Regions from separate parts of the Pan troglodytes genome. Here region 2 is linked to region 1. A link is a contact called in public Hi-C data. All regions are on one chromosome and are shown on one strand. The core of a region is the stretch at or near the end of the contact, and the rest is flanking DNA. Distances in the headings are between cores, read along the strand shown. Region 1 overlaps AOPEP (aminopeptidase O (putative)). Region 2 has its middle 40 kb from the start of FBP2.

Region 1 (7,026 bases), core at 2,593-5,092:
TGGCCCTGCAGTAAAGCCTTGTGTTTGACAATGTTTCCCAAACTTGAGCATTATTCTTCTTTTTAGAGGGAAAGGTCTCATGATTTACCACAGTTGACTTAAATTATTTATATTAGAATGACATTTCAAAAACTATAGATCTAAGACTAGATATGAACTCTGTGTTCTTACAACTCTTACACATCCGTAAAGCCAAAATAAAATTATAAATGAAATGCAGATCAAACTAGCAAATCAATAAAATTCAAATTTATAATTTATAATTTGAATTTTATATTGATATAAATATATAAATATAAATTGAATGTAAATATTAATATTTTGCTGACATGAAATTGCCCCTTACAATATGAATATGGTGCTGACGGCTCCATGCAGTTTCTTTTGAGACTGAACACCTGTTCTACCCTGAGCCACAAAATAATCCAGTTCTCCACCACTTGTCTTTCATCTCCCTGTAAACTTTTGTTTACACAGCATGCTGTGATATCGTTTGGCCTTTACTCAGCCAAAAGCATCATCCTTATGTTCTTTTCTCATTATCTCATGATAATTATCGCAGTCCTACACGTCCCCATGCAATCATACACACTAATACATATGGGAACTCTGAAATCATTTGGCAGTACTCACATCTGGATGATTTTAGGGGTCAGAAAACTATGGCCTGCTGGCTAAATCTAGTCCACTGCCTGTTTTTGTAAATAAAGTTTTATTGGATCATGGCCGTTGTCTTTGACTGCCTTCATGTTACAACAGCAGAGTTGAGTATTGGCAACAAGGTCCTGCAAAGCCTAAAATATTTGTTACCTGGTCTTTTACAGAAAAAAGTTTTCTGACCTCTGTCATATTCATCTGTCTGTCTGTTGTTGTGTATCTATTTGAAGATTATTATCAAAAAATTGAGAATTAACTTTAAATATGAAAAACTTTTATAACCCCAGGAATATATCTGTGGACCTTTTTTTTCCCCCAAATTCCAGTTGAGGACAGAGTAATAAAATAGATGCTTATTGAGATTTACTTATGTTCACACCACTTACACCTTATATGATATCACAGAACAATCTTTGCCAGTTCAAGCTGAGGGAGAATTAAGCTAGACAAGATAAAAGAACTCTATGCTTAATACTGCAATTCCTCCCACAGACAGGGTTTATCAGAGGACAATCAGGAAACAGTACTAATAAAGCTGTTTGCCAGAACCAAAATGGCTGTTCTGAGGATGGAATAATGTCTACAAATGTATCTGCACTCCTTAGAGAAAGGGGATATGGATACAAGATGATGCTATTTCCTTTCTAAGTCATGTTTTCTCAATTGGCAGATTGGTCTCATAGGACCTCTACTCTGTTGTGCAGAATGCCCTTTAAAACGATGAGCTATCTTTGAAAACATGACTGGCAAAGCGCGACCCAGCAAGTCACAGTTTCCATCACAGTGACACATAGGCCTGATTAGCACATTTCCCGGGCACCAGCTGATTTTTCCACAGAAGCAAGGCACCTGGGAGCAGATAACAGCAACAGAAATGACAGCAGCCCTTGGGCAGGGAACAGAAATCAGAAGACAGACCTCTGGGTCCTTGCTTCATAAGGGAAATCATTTCTCCTAACTGTTTTTAAAATGAAGGGTAATGGTTTGGATGTAGGGTGATGACCATTGTAAGAATTCTATTAGCTGAGCAGTTGTTATTCTTTTTTTTTTTTAAAGAAGGCTAAGACAAGGCCATAGATTTAGATTAACTTGCTTGGCTCTTTTATTATTCTCCTTTATTATTAAACTTCCTCAGCATAATGTGATTTGGGCAGACAGAGATGTTATCCTGTGGCTTATTGTTGGCCTATATTCTCTACCAAAATATAGCTAAACTATTGAGTGCAGAGACCCAATGCCTAATACAGTGCCTTGTATAGAATAAGTGCCCAATATGCATTTGTGGAATAAATGTGTTCTTTATAATCAGGCAGAAGTAGTATGTTCATGGAAGAAACATTTAAAACTACTAGTGATAGTAACAAAATCGACTTCAGGGTCATTTCTTTTGCTTTTGTTGCTTAATTACAGTTTATGCCTTTTTTCCAGCCTCAATAAATTTTAAAAAGAATTGGTTTAGTACATTATTATTTTCTTCTAGTAATTTTTTGTTCAGTTTTATTTTTTTTAATTAATTTTTTTTTTGAGACAGAGTCTCATTCTGTCGCCCAGGCTGGAGTGCAGTGGCACGATCTCCGCTCACTGCAACTCCGCCTCCCGGGTTCACGCCATTCTCCTGCCTCAGCCTCCCGAGTAGCTGGGACTATAGGCACCCGCCACCACGCCTGGCTAATTTTTTGTATTTTTAGCAGAGACGGGGTTTCACCGTGTTAGCCAGGATGGTCTCTATTTCGTGATCTTGTGATCCGCCCGCCTTGGCCTCCCAAAGTGCTGGGATTATAGGCGTGAAAGTTTTATTTTTATAGAGTCTTATTTAGTATATCCCTGCTTCCTAGAAAAATAAAATACTCTGAGGGCTGGGTGCCGTGGCTCACACCTGTAATCCCAGCACTTTGGGATGCCGAGGCGGGCGGATCACAAAGTCAGGAGATCGAGACCATCCTGGCTAACACAGTGAAATGCCGTCTCTACTAAAAATACAAAAAAAATTAGCCGGGCGTGGTGGCAGGCGCGTGTAATCCCAGCTACTTGGGCTGAGGCAGGAGAATTGCTTGAACCCGGGAGGCGGAGTTTGCAGTGAGCCAAGATCGTGCCACTGCACTCCAGCCTGGGTGACAGAGTGAGACTCCGTCTCAAAAAAAAACCAAACAAAAAAAGAAAAAGAAAATACTCTGCTTCTGTTTTTTGTGGGAAGCCTCAAGTAAATGAAGAAGACTGCCTAATGGAAGCTCCTTCCAGATGAAGGAGAAAAAGCATATGAACGAGTGAAAGGTGTTAAAAACTACATGTGCCCTTGCATAGGATCTGATTTCATTTTTTTGTGCAAAAGTAAGACTGTAGACATTACTTCATTCTGGGCAAAATGCTACTCTCTGGCCTGCTCAATAGACTAGCTCTCTGACATTCTCTTTCTTTTGACTTTGTGTGGGAAATTCCAGGAAAAAGCCAAGATCTGAGAGTCCAGACCCTCCTGTATGCAACTGAAAGCCAACTTTTCAAATGAGCAGTACTATTTAGACTGCTCCCATAGTATGCAACCAGGAATTACGTATGAGGAAATGGTAAATTAAGAGGCATTTAGGAATGGTTATGATTAAGTATTTTCCTCACAAAGAAAGAATGCAAAGTAGAGAAAGCTCCTTGTTTCTAGAACTAGGGAAACTTTATTCCATGCCAGTACACATACATTCCTATGTTTTTAAGGGTAAACGTATTCATCTTTTCCCATTAGAAAGATGCCGGTGAGCCAGTAATTTCTAAATCTGTGTCAGTTAATTCTTTTGTTTTGTGATTTGTTGTTGACTAGTTCTTGCTTACCCTCCTGGCACTGCGCTTACTGTACACGACATATGTGAAAGTCATCATGGTTTCTTTCAGACATTGATGATTCTGGCAGGCATGTATATACCAGTTCTCATTGCTGTGGATTTTTGTCTTGGACTTGACATGAATGTTCCATGTGAGTAAAGCACTCAAGTTTACCTGTGACCACCTGGAGCAGTATGATTTTGTGTCAAATTAGCTGATCCAGCTTAAGGGGAACTGGGTCACCTGCATTGAAGGTCAGAGTGGCCGGTGAGACTTGAATAACAAGCCTGGTGGGGCATATTCCTTTAGGTATCCCGTTAGCCAACAAGGAAAACCTATAGAGGCGCTTGTGTTCAGCAGATGGCGCTCTTTTACCTAGTTTACAAGAATGATCTTGAAGGTCATTTCTCTTGCCTCTCCTGTGCCTGAGGCGGTACCATGTTGCAGGCAAGGAAAACCGAAGCCTTGCTGGGTAGCATCAGTGCTTGCAAAGTGGTGGCCTGACCTGGCACATCGCCCTGGTTAGGCAATGCTGGTGCCCAGGGCGTCTTACTGTCTCGTTTGTTCTGGTGCCAGTTACAACCCTTGAGCAACTGCGGAGAAGAACTAACAAGAGACAGTCACGCTATGGGTATTCACCAGGGTGGCACTCACTTAGAAAACCGGAAGGTGTAGACGCGGCATCTGCAAAGTCCTGACAGAAAGCTAGAGTTTGCTGAAAGACCCAAGCAGTGGAGAAGGAGGCCAGGAGGGGAAGAGCAGCCAAAATGGGGAGCTCTCTCTCCTTTTCGTGAATGTATTATATTTATTGTACAGATGTATGTATATTATATATTTAAAATATATGATATATACATTCTCTATAGTATGTCTGTATACACTTATAAGTGTACATGTTTCTGAATATACATATTCCTGTAAACATTGTTAGGCATCTTTAATTTGTGATACAAAGATGTTCCAAAGTAATCATAACATATATAATAGTTTGGATAGGAATTGCTGAAATAAGGAATTGTGGTTAGAGAAAGAAACAATTTTGAGGTAGCAAAGTAGCAGGGGCTACTGAAGGATTGAGGAAAGAAAGATTATATGTTAAATAAAAGCACGTATCAATTTGATATTTCCGAATGCTTCATGCTGTTTGTCTAACCTATAGTGGAGAGGTTGAAAAAGTAAAATGGATGGTTTTCATAGGAAGAATTTAAGTGCCTGTTTTAATTTGCAGTGAAAACAATAACTCTTTAATATGAGAAGTTCCATGAGATGCTTAACTTGGCAGAGCTATGATCTAACTTAGCCTCTGCACAAGCAGAGTGGTTATGTGTGTGTGGTTATAGCTGTGCTTTTAATTATATTAAGTGAGTTTATCCAAGACTCACCTACGAATAGGACACTGACTTTTCATAAATTTCTTATTTAATTTACTATTGGTAGGCATGACTGATGTGTAAAAATGACTACTATATCTTGATTTTTCTTCTCTTAAAATTTTTTATGAAAAATAATTATCTCAGCTAAGTTTCTCACAGGTTTAGTATAAAAAGTTCTCTCTCCTCTCATGAACTGACTACTCCTTCATGTTCTTCCTTTTTCCCTCTTCACTGAGAATTATTCTTCCTCCTGTGGAAAATAGAATCTTCAAAACTATTCACAGGACAGTTTTTAGAAGTCATTGAAAAAATAATTAAGATAACTGTTTTAACACTCTTTATTATGATACTTATTTTCAAAATTAAATTTTATTTATTTTTATTTTTATTTTGGAGATGGAGTTTCACTCTGTCGCCCAGGCTGGAGTACAGTGGTGCAATCTTGGCCCACTGCAACCTCTGCCTCTTGGGTTCAAGTGATTCTCCTGCTTCAGCCTCCTGAGTAGCTAGGATTACAGGTGCCCACCACCATGCCTGGCTAATTTTTGCATTTTTAGTAGAGACAGGGTTTCACCCATGTTGGCCAGGCTGGTCTTGAACTCTGGACCTCAGGTGATCCTCTCGCCTTGGCCTCCCAAAGTGCTGGGATTACCGACGTGAGTCACTGTGCCTGGCCCAAAACTATATTTTATTTTATTTTATTTTTTTTGAGACGGAGTTTAGCTCTTGTTGCCCAGGCTGAAGTGCAATGGCACGATCTCAGCACACTGCAACCTCCGCCTCCCGGGGTTCAAGTGATTCTCCAGCCTCAGCCTCCTGAGTAGCTGGGATTACAGGCGTGTGCCACTATGCCCGGCTAATTTTGTAGTTTTAGTAGAGATGGGGTTTCCGCTATGTTGGCCAGGCTGGTCTCAAACTCCCGATCTCAGGTGATCCACCCGCCTCGGCCTCCCAAAGTGCTGGGATTATAGGCGTGAGCCACTGCGCCCGGCCCAAAAACTAAATTTTAAACTGCCTCTTGTGATTTGAAAATTGATCCATTTCAAGTTCTATTATAGCTGCAAAAAGCACAGTCATCTAAGGAAAATTTCAGTCCTGTTGTGGAGATGAAAATGTCTATTTGGGTCTTGTGACAGCTGTTATTGTCAATACGTCATATGATACATGTATCTTACTAGTGAGACAACTGAAGTATGAGAGTTTTTCCCCCTAAATACAGTCCAATAGGAGAAAGTGATGTAGGGGCGTTAGAGAACTCTGGTCTCTTTCTGAGGAGGTCAGAAGTCCATCTTTACAGAATCTGCCCAGAAAGAAGGGCAAGCTGGGTGGCGGCTTGTGCCTGAAGTTAAGGAGTGCTGTTTCCTCTGCATCCCTTCCTACCAACCCTCTCTGTTAGTCTTGCTAATGAATCCCGGCCTGGCTGTGAAATCATCCAGTGGCGTGAGGGGTTTCTGGCCTCTGCAGAGGAAAAACTCTGGGTTAATTCAAGTACAGTGTGTTCTCTTTGTTTTGCAGCTGGTGTAGCAAAGGGAGTCTAGTGCAAGTGGATTGAATCAAAAGGAAAATGAAGGCATTCACTGTCTGTTTCATCAAGGATGGCTCATTTAAAGTAAACACCATTTAAATAGTCTCCAAATGGCCCATTCTATATGAAGTCATACAGGATGCCCCCTTTAGGCTGTCATTCTCCTTTAAATGGATCGCTTTGTGTGGACTGTGTTTTAATGCCATTCAACCTTGAACTCCATATGTGGGCCTCATCAGGTCGCGGTTTTCAGTACACATGTGGCAGCCATACCTTCAGCATTCTTTGCCTTTGCCTTCAGAAAATTAGCCTGAGTGAGCATCAAGGGTAGACAGCTGTAAAGATGAGAGCTTGCAGATGAAGACTACAACAACAACAGATCATGACAGCACCTAACGTTTCTTGAACACTTACTTTGTGCCAATTATTATGCCTAGTGATCACTCTATAGATTATCTAATTTAATCCTAACTTAATCCTCACAGCAAGATACTATGATCATTCTCTTGTTATGCATGAGGAAACTGATGCATTAGAGAAATTAAGTGATGTGCCCAAACTGGTAAATGTGGAGCAGGGAATTGAACCCTAGCTGTCAGATTCCAGAGGTGGAACTCAATGAATGGACATATCCAAAAGCAATAAACTCTCATTAATTCTCTT
Region 2 (7,026 bases), core at 3,345-5,844, 240 kb before region 1:
TCATTTTCTGTTAAGCCGAGTACTTAGAGCTCCTTTATATATACATCACATACACAACACTTCTGGACAGGACACGATCTAGCAGTTGTAAGTTTTTCTTTCACATTTTATGAACCCTAACACAACTTCCACAGACCATCTAGGACATGATTGAACTTTGTGACTTGTCCTGTATTTCCCTCTGTTGTGATTAGTCATTCTACTTTAGGACAAGAATCTGCCATACAAGATCCTCTCTCACATAACATTTCTTTCCTTCATAATATTTCTTACCATAAATACATCTTCATATCCACAACTTTCTTTAGATCTCTTCCCTCTACTAATTTCTGATGCCCACTCAAACCAAAAAGGTCAGATAATGCAAGGCAAAACAGAGGAGAGCCTTAGATTTTGAGAGGGACCTGTCTGCTTAAAGTTCTTGGGGTTCCATGAGGAAAACAGAGGTTTCTCCTAAAATGGGTTTGTGGCACCTTCTGTTTTTCCTTCAGCAGTCTCAGGCTATCAGAAATTACCTTAGATTCTCTCATGTGGGCATCAAGAGTGGCAACAAGAAAGATTAGGGAAATAATCCAGACAACTGAGCAAAAAAAGAACTTACTACTGTCCCTACTGTAAAGGTGGATAAACTGAGGCACCATGTGGTTTAAAAATTCATGTTCACATAGAGTCAGGCTCCACAGCTCACTGTCTTAACCATCCTGTAATTTTGCCGACTCTATGCCCAGTCATGGATGCACCTGTATGGTAGCTCATGGCCCCCTTAGAGCTTAGAATCTGGGTTTCATTCCTGCTCTACAGCTATATAATTTAACAATTTTCCTCTGAATTTGTTGGATTCTAATCCTACATATCTCAAATTTTATTATTACTGAATCTTAAAGGAGGCTGTGATGTCCTTAGTCTTTAGAAATATTAAACCTATAAATAAAGGGCTATATGAGGTTAAACATATTCAAATTTCTATATGGTTTAAAACATTGAGGAAATGTATTGACAAACAAACTTAAGAAACTGCAACCAATCTACTCTGGACAAAAATTTAGATACTATCTCTTCAAAATAAGCTATCTAGTGGTATTTACACACATTCTTCCATATATCAACAGTATTTCACATGCTCATAACCTTAAAAATAACTGAAAAGTGTCAGAATTATAGGCCTTACACATTTCTGTGGGCTTGAAAAATGATACAATATAGATTGTCTTTAAGGCAGCTAAGAAAATGCATAAACTTCTAGAGTAATCAGTTTTAAAAAAAAAGAGTTCATACCAAAGGTAGTAATACTATGATTAAAAGAGAGCTCAACACTGCAGGTTCTTAAAGGCAAAAGTTAATAAAGCCTTGTTTTTGGTAGTGAATCTCTGCCTTGCAAGATTATACACATGGTTCCCCCCCTTCATTTGCCTCTTGCAAAAATGTGGTGATGAACCAGGTTTGCTCATGCAGATGATGATACTCTTCAAAATGGTTGCAGAGAAATAAAATGAAGGGAATATGGTTCACTTAATAATCTCATAAATTAGAACTTATTACCCCAGTGACTCTTACATAGCTCCAGACAAATATTTGAGAGATGAAATGGCCTTTTGCTACCAGTATCTTATGTGATGCTTCACTTTTTGATTCCTTGGATAACTACTTACAACTCATTAGCCCATTTATGCCAGAGGTTGCAATTTTTTGAATTTTTGCATGAGTGAAAAATCAGACCTTGTCAATGACCTTGAGCAGTATAAGTAACTCCCACATGCTTAGCGTTCCAATAATGGAACACTAGGCCTAAGTGGGTTAACACAATAATGAAATCATGCTATTCAACTAATTATACAACTTATTTGTTTCCTCATCTCTAAAACATAGTAAGGGACCAGTTATTTTAAAAATACATCACAGTGACAAGTTTATTTTTCTCTCAGTTTGGGCTTGTTGTTTAAGGTCATTGCTTGGCATAAAGAAAACAAAAAGGAGAAACAAGAATAGAAACATCAAATAGAAGCAGCAGCAGCAAAAGAAAATGAAGAGGAACAACAAGAAGAAAATACAGACTGGAAGAAAGGAAAAAGAACAGGTGCGTGAATTAGAAGGCCTATTATACCTTTTATCCTTTCCTCGATTCATGAAATTTGAGTTAAGTCCAAGAGTATCACAACAAAAAACAAGCGAAAAGATACACAAAGAGTCACCCCCTGAATTTTGTTAAGAATTAGACAATGCTGCCACTCATGCCTGGCTCAGGCGCCAGCAGGAGGAGGGCACCCTCCAGAGATTGCAGGACAAGGGGGAAGACTCCTCCTTACCCTACATGCACCTCCACCGCTGCCACCGAGGCCCGCATTATAACACCTTAAGGTTCGTCCCCACCCCAGGACAGGATGGGCCCGTGAGCGCTCCTACTCCCCTTCCCAGCCCCCAGACTTGCCGCTGCTACCAACGCTAGCGCCGATGCCAGTACAACCGCTGTTGCCCTCAATGCACCAGCCCACCCTACAAGCCTCCTATCACTTGGCCCCCACGGGTGCCCTCCTACCACTCTGGTCAAGCTGCAGTCTCTGTTGCTGCCACCAACCTCATGAGGCAAGCTGCAGAGCCACGCCATCTACAGGCTCCAGCATACCACAGGTGACTCCTCCTCCTCCTCCAGCCTGGCTGGGAGCAGTTGCGCAGGCAAAGCCAGAGAAACCTAGAACAGGATGCAGGGAGTGGAAGTGTTAGAGCTTCACCTTGTCACGCTGGCCACTGGGCGGCAGGGACCAGTTTCATTAAAGGCACTCACACCCACCCTCCAAAGTCCAGCCTCTCTTTCTGGCAAAAGCTGGCCAGGAACTGGGGCCTGGGCTGGGTGTGAGTGCCTTCACTGAAACCGGCTCCTGGCCAAGTCCAGCTGGCCAGGAATTGCTGGGCCCATCGGCACTGCGCTCTTCGGGGAGCCCGTGTAGGAGAAACTCAGACCCAGCCAGCCCTCTCCACCCAAGTGCTGGTTCCCATTCCTGACGCCTCCACCCACAGTGCCCTGTCCCCCTCCCTCCCCCTGGTGCCCTCTATTCCCTGCCCGGTAGTCCCAGGTGGTCTCCACAACACAGAGCGTGCGTGAGGGCGTGGGCCAGGGAACCACAGTGGGTGTGAGAGCCCTGTGGTTCTCAAGATTGCATAAGCACGAAGAGATCACCCTCTAGAGTCTGGAGTCCGGGAAGAGGAGAACTCCATCCTTCCATGGAGGCCACCAGAAAGAGGAAGGAGGCCACAGCTGTCGCTGCCGCTGCTGCCTCTGCAGCCCACCAACCCCACTGGCAGTATAGCCCCCGATAGCACCCCTAACCTGCCCCCTGTAACCCTGGGATAGCACACCCAACAGCTGCAGGCAATGTAACCAATACCCCCCCAAAACATCCCAACTCCTCGGCCGCAGGCAGTGTTAGCACCCGATAGTGCCCACCTGACGCAGCCACAGGTATTGCTGCACTAGACAGCGCCCCAAACCCGCCCCACCCTCACCCCGCCATGGGCAGTGCAGCTCCTGATAGCGCACCCCCAGTCACAGGCAGTGCAGCACCGGACCATGCCCTTAAACCACCCCCCACTGCCAGCATTGTAGCCCCAGATAATTCCACCCAACCCGCCCCTGCCACAGACAGTGCAGCAGAAGACAACGCCCCTAAGCCATCCACCGCCACTGGCAGTACACGTTAGTGTACACAACCTGCCTCTCCCGACCACCCCTGCCACCTCGGGCAGTGTAGCCCCCCATTCCACCACCAGCAATGCAACCCCAGAGAGTGCCCCCAAACAGTCCAATGCCACAGGCAGTGTAGCCTTTGGCAGTGAGCCCCTATAGGACATCCAACCCTTACCCCCAGAAGAGGGCAGTGCAGCCCTGGATAACTCACCTACCCTACCACATTTCTACCACTGTGGCCGAGCTGCGGTCTCTGATGTCACCACCAACCACAGCGAGGCGAGCCGCGGAGGCGCAAGCTCCGGCTCCAGCCTCCAGCATGCGGCGGTGCCTCTTCTGTCTTCCAGCCCGGCAGGAGAAGCTCTCGCCGCTAGCCTCCCTCCTACCGCTCCGTCACCACCACCACCAACAGGGAGGGAGTGCCCCAGGCTCCAGGCTCCAGGGGGCGAAAAGTGACTGAGCCTTCCAGTTCTTTAAGCCGGGTACGTAGTAGCTCCCCACACCCACACATAAGTGCCAGAAATGACGCGCCGCTGCCTCAGCATGCTTTATATACTGAGGTTAGGAGACCCCGGACTACGTGTTCTGATCGGATGAGAGAAAAACCTCTAGGCCTACTCTGATTGGACTTTATTTTCATGCTGTGATTGGTTGTCTTAAGACTTGCTCTCATCCAATCAGAACATGCAGTCTAGGAACCGGCATGCGCATAACCTCAGGATATAAATAATGCTGAAGCAGAGTTACGTTTTTTTGTTTTTTTTTTTTTTAGGTTTCCGTATGTTTCTATTGAGCTGCTCAGTGCCCGGCTTAGAAGACCAGGAAAAGGAGTCACAGGTCGTATGTTGGAGGCTTGAGCCGTGGCACCATGGCGCGGCTCGCCTCGCTGCGGTTGGTGGTGGCGGTGGACATTGCAGCGCAGCTGGAGGGGTAGGAAGAAGAAGATAGTTTTGGGATAGATAGAGGTGGGTAAAGAGTGTGGTTAGTGCCAAAGGGAAAAAAGGATAGCGAGGAGGAGAAGGCGTTGCAAAAAGATGATGGGGAAAAGATGGTGGGGAAAAAAGTTTTTGGGTAGATGGAGGTGGAAAAACAGGGTGCAGAGAGGGAGGGAAGGAAGGTTTTGCAGAAAGACGGTGGGTAGAAAGTTTATGGGTGGATGAAGGGGGAAAAGAGGGTGGCAATTGGGAAGAGGAAAGAGTGGTGGGGGGGGAAACGGGCGAGCAGTAGGGAGAGAAGGTTTTGTGAAAAGACAGTGGGGAGAGAAGTTTTTGGGTAGAGGAGCAAAAGAAGATAGCAAGTGGGAGAAGGAATAAGAGGGTAACCAGCGGGAGGAAGACAAGGTTTTGCGAAAAAACAGTGGCAGAAAAGAAAGATGGTGGAGAAAAGATGGTAGGTAAAAAGTGTTTGGGTAGATGGAGGAGGGAAAGAGGGTGACAAGGAGGAGGAGAAAAGAGGGTGGTGAGAGGGAGCAGGGAAAGAAGTTTGGGGAAAAGACGGGAAAATAGTTTGGGGTAGATGGAAGGCAAAAAGGAGGGTGGCAAGCAGGATAGGGGAGAGAAGAGAACGAGTGGGAAGCAGGGGCAGACTGTGAAAAGATGGGGAAATTTTGGGGGGTAGATGGGGAAAAGAGGGAGGTGAGCAGGAGTGGGGAAAAGGCTTTGAGAAAAGATGGTGGGGAAATGTTTTTGGGTAGATGGAGAAGGGAAGGAGAGTGGCAAGGAGGAGCCAGGGGAAAGACGATGAGGAAAACAGTTTTTGGGTAGATAAAGGGGGAAAAGAGGGTGGTGAGCAGCAGTGGGGAAAAGGCTTTGGGAAAAGACGGGAGGAAATGTTTTTGCTTATATGAAGGAGCAAAAGGGCGTGATGACAGCGGGAGGGGGAAAAAGAGGGTGGCCAGGGAGAAGGGGGAAAATACGGTGGGAAAAAAAATACGGTGGGAGAAAGTGTTTGGGTAGATGGATGGGGAAAAGCGTGGTGAGCGGGAGAGTAGAGAAGGCTTTGCGAAATGACGGTAGGGAGAAAACGGTGAAAAAGTTTGGGGTAGATGGAGGAAGAGAAAGGGTGGTGAGAGGGAGAGGGCCAAATGCGGTCAGGAAAAGAAGGTGGGGAAATGGTGGGGGACAAAGGTTTTGGGTAGATTTTTAAAAATAAGATTATTTGTATTTTCACTTTTGAGTAGTTTGAGTTCTTTAGATGTTTTGTGTATTAACCTCTTGCCTGATGCATAGTTTGCAAATACTTTCTTCCATTCTCTGGGTTCTGTCTTCATTATACTGATTGCTTCCTCTGCTTTGGAAAAGGCTTTAAGTTTAACGTAATTACATCTTTGCTTTTGTTGCTTGTGCTGTTGATGTCTATTTGAAAATTCCTTGTCCTAACCAATTTCATGAAGCATTTTATCCTATGTTTTCTTCTCTGGTAGTTTCATAGTTTCAGGTCCTGCATTTAAATATTTATTTTGAGTAGATTTTTGTATATGGTAAGGTAATGGCCTAGATGTATTCTCGTACATGTGGGTGTTGGGTTTTCCTGGTACAGTTTATTGAAGAGATTGTCCTTCCCGAATGTGTGTTCTTGGGGCCTTTGTTAAAAATGAGTTGACCGTAAACGCGTGAATTTATTTCTGATTTCTCTATTCTGTTTCACTTGTCTATGTCTGTCTGTCTCATTCGTTCATCTCTCTGTCTCTCCCCTGCCCCTTTTATTGATAGTACCATACTGTTTTGATAGTACCATGCTTACCATAGATTTGTAGTATATTTTGAAATCAGGTAGTGTGATGCCTCCAGCTTTTCTTTTTATTCCAGATTCTTTTGTCTATCTGAGGTATTTTGAACTTCCATGTGAATTTTAAGATTCTTTTTCTATTTAAATGAAGAATGTCTTGTAGTTGAACACGGATTGCATTGATTCTGTAGATCGCATTGGGTGATATAGATATTTTAACATTCTTCTAGTGCATGGACATGGGATATCTTTCCATTTACTTGTGTCTGCTTTAATATCTTTCATCTATGTTTTATGAAGTTTTCATTTTGGGAAAAGAAGAAAATCTTTGTTCCTTTTTGAGAAGGTGAAAATTTTTTGGTAGTGTAATAAGATTTTGCTGCGTCTGCTAAAGCTGCCAAGCCATGCTAGACTGAGGAACGATGTTGTGTACAGAATGACACTCAAGTTGAAATGTGTCTGTGGGCTGTATGCCCCACCCTGCCCAAGCTAAAGTGGGAAAGGAGAGCCTTGCTTCCTCCAGGGCCTTGCCTGGTCCCACCCCTGACACTGCCTTCCCCTAACCTAATGAATTACTGTAATAGATTTTTCCGTGTTGAATCATTCTTGAATTTCTAGGT

What was found. Hi-C and Micro-C count contacts between places; a contact is called where the count stands out from the background.
Region 2: a Hi-C map of stem cell-derived neural progenitor cells shows a contact between it and region 1, with 4 times the contacts expected there. The contact joins two enhancer-like sites. A contact is called at or near these places in 1 of 7 Hi-C or Micro-C datasets (stem cell-derived neural progenitor cells) and 1 of 1 datasets of contacts at active chromatin or transcription factors (stem cell-derived excitatory neurons).

Annotation. Positions count from the first base shown.
Region 1 is chr11:43,719,162-43,726,187 of NHGRI_mPanTro3-v2.0_pri, reverse strand. All of the region lies in intron 3 of AOPEP (aminopeptidase O (putative)), which reads left to right. Among named protein-coding and RNA genes, the nearest start is that of AOPEP, 57 kb to the left of the region's middle. Within about 2 kb of position 3,842, at least 10 of the 24 cell types and tissues checked have an H3K27ac peak or open chromatin away from gene starts, as enhancers often do. A contact at or near this core is called in stem cell-derived neural progenitor cells, where this site is marked.
Region 2 is chr11:43,954,944-43,961,969 of NHGRI_mPanTro3-v2.0_pri, reverse strand. No RefSeq gene overlaps it. Among named protein-coding and RNA genes, the nearest start is that of FBP2, 40 kb to the right of the region's middle. Within about 2 kb of position 4,594, at least 11 of the 24 cell types and tissues checked have an H3K27ac peak or open chromatin away from gene starts, as enhancers often do. A contact at or near this core is called in stem cell-derived neural progenitor cells, where this site is marked.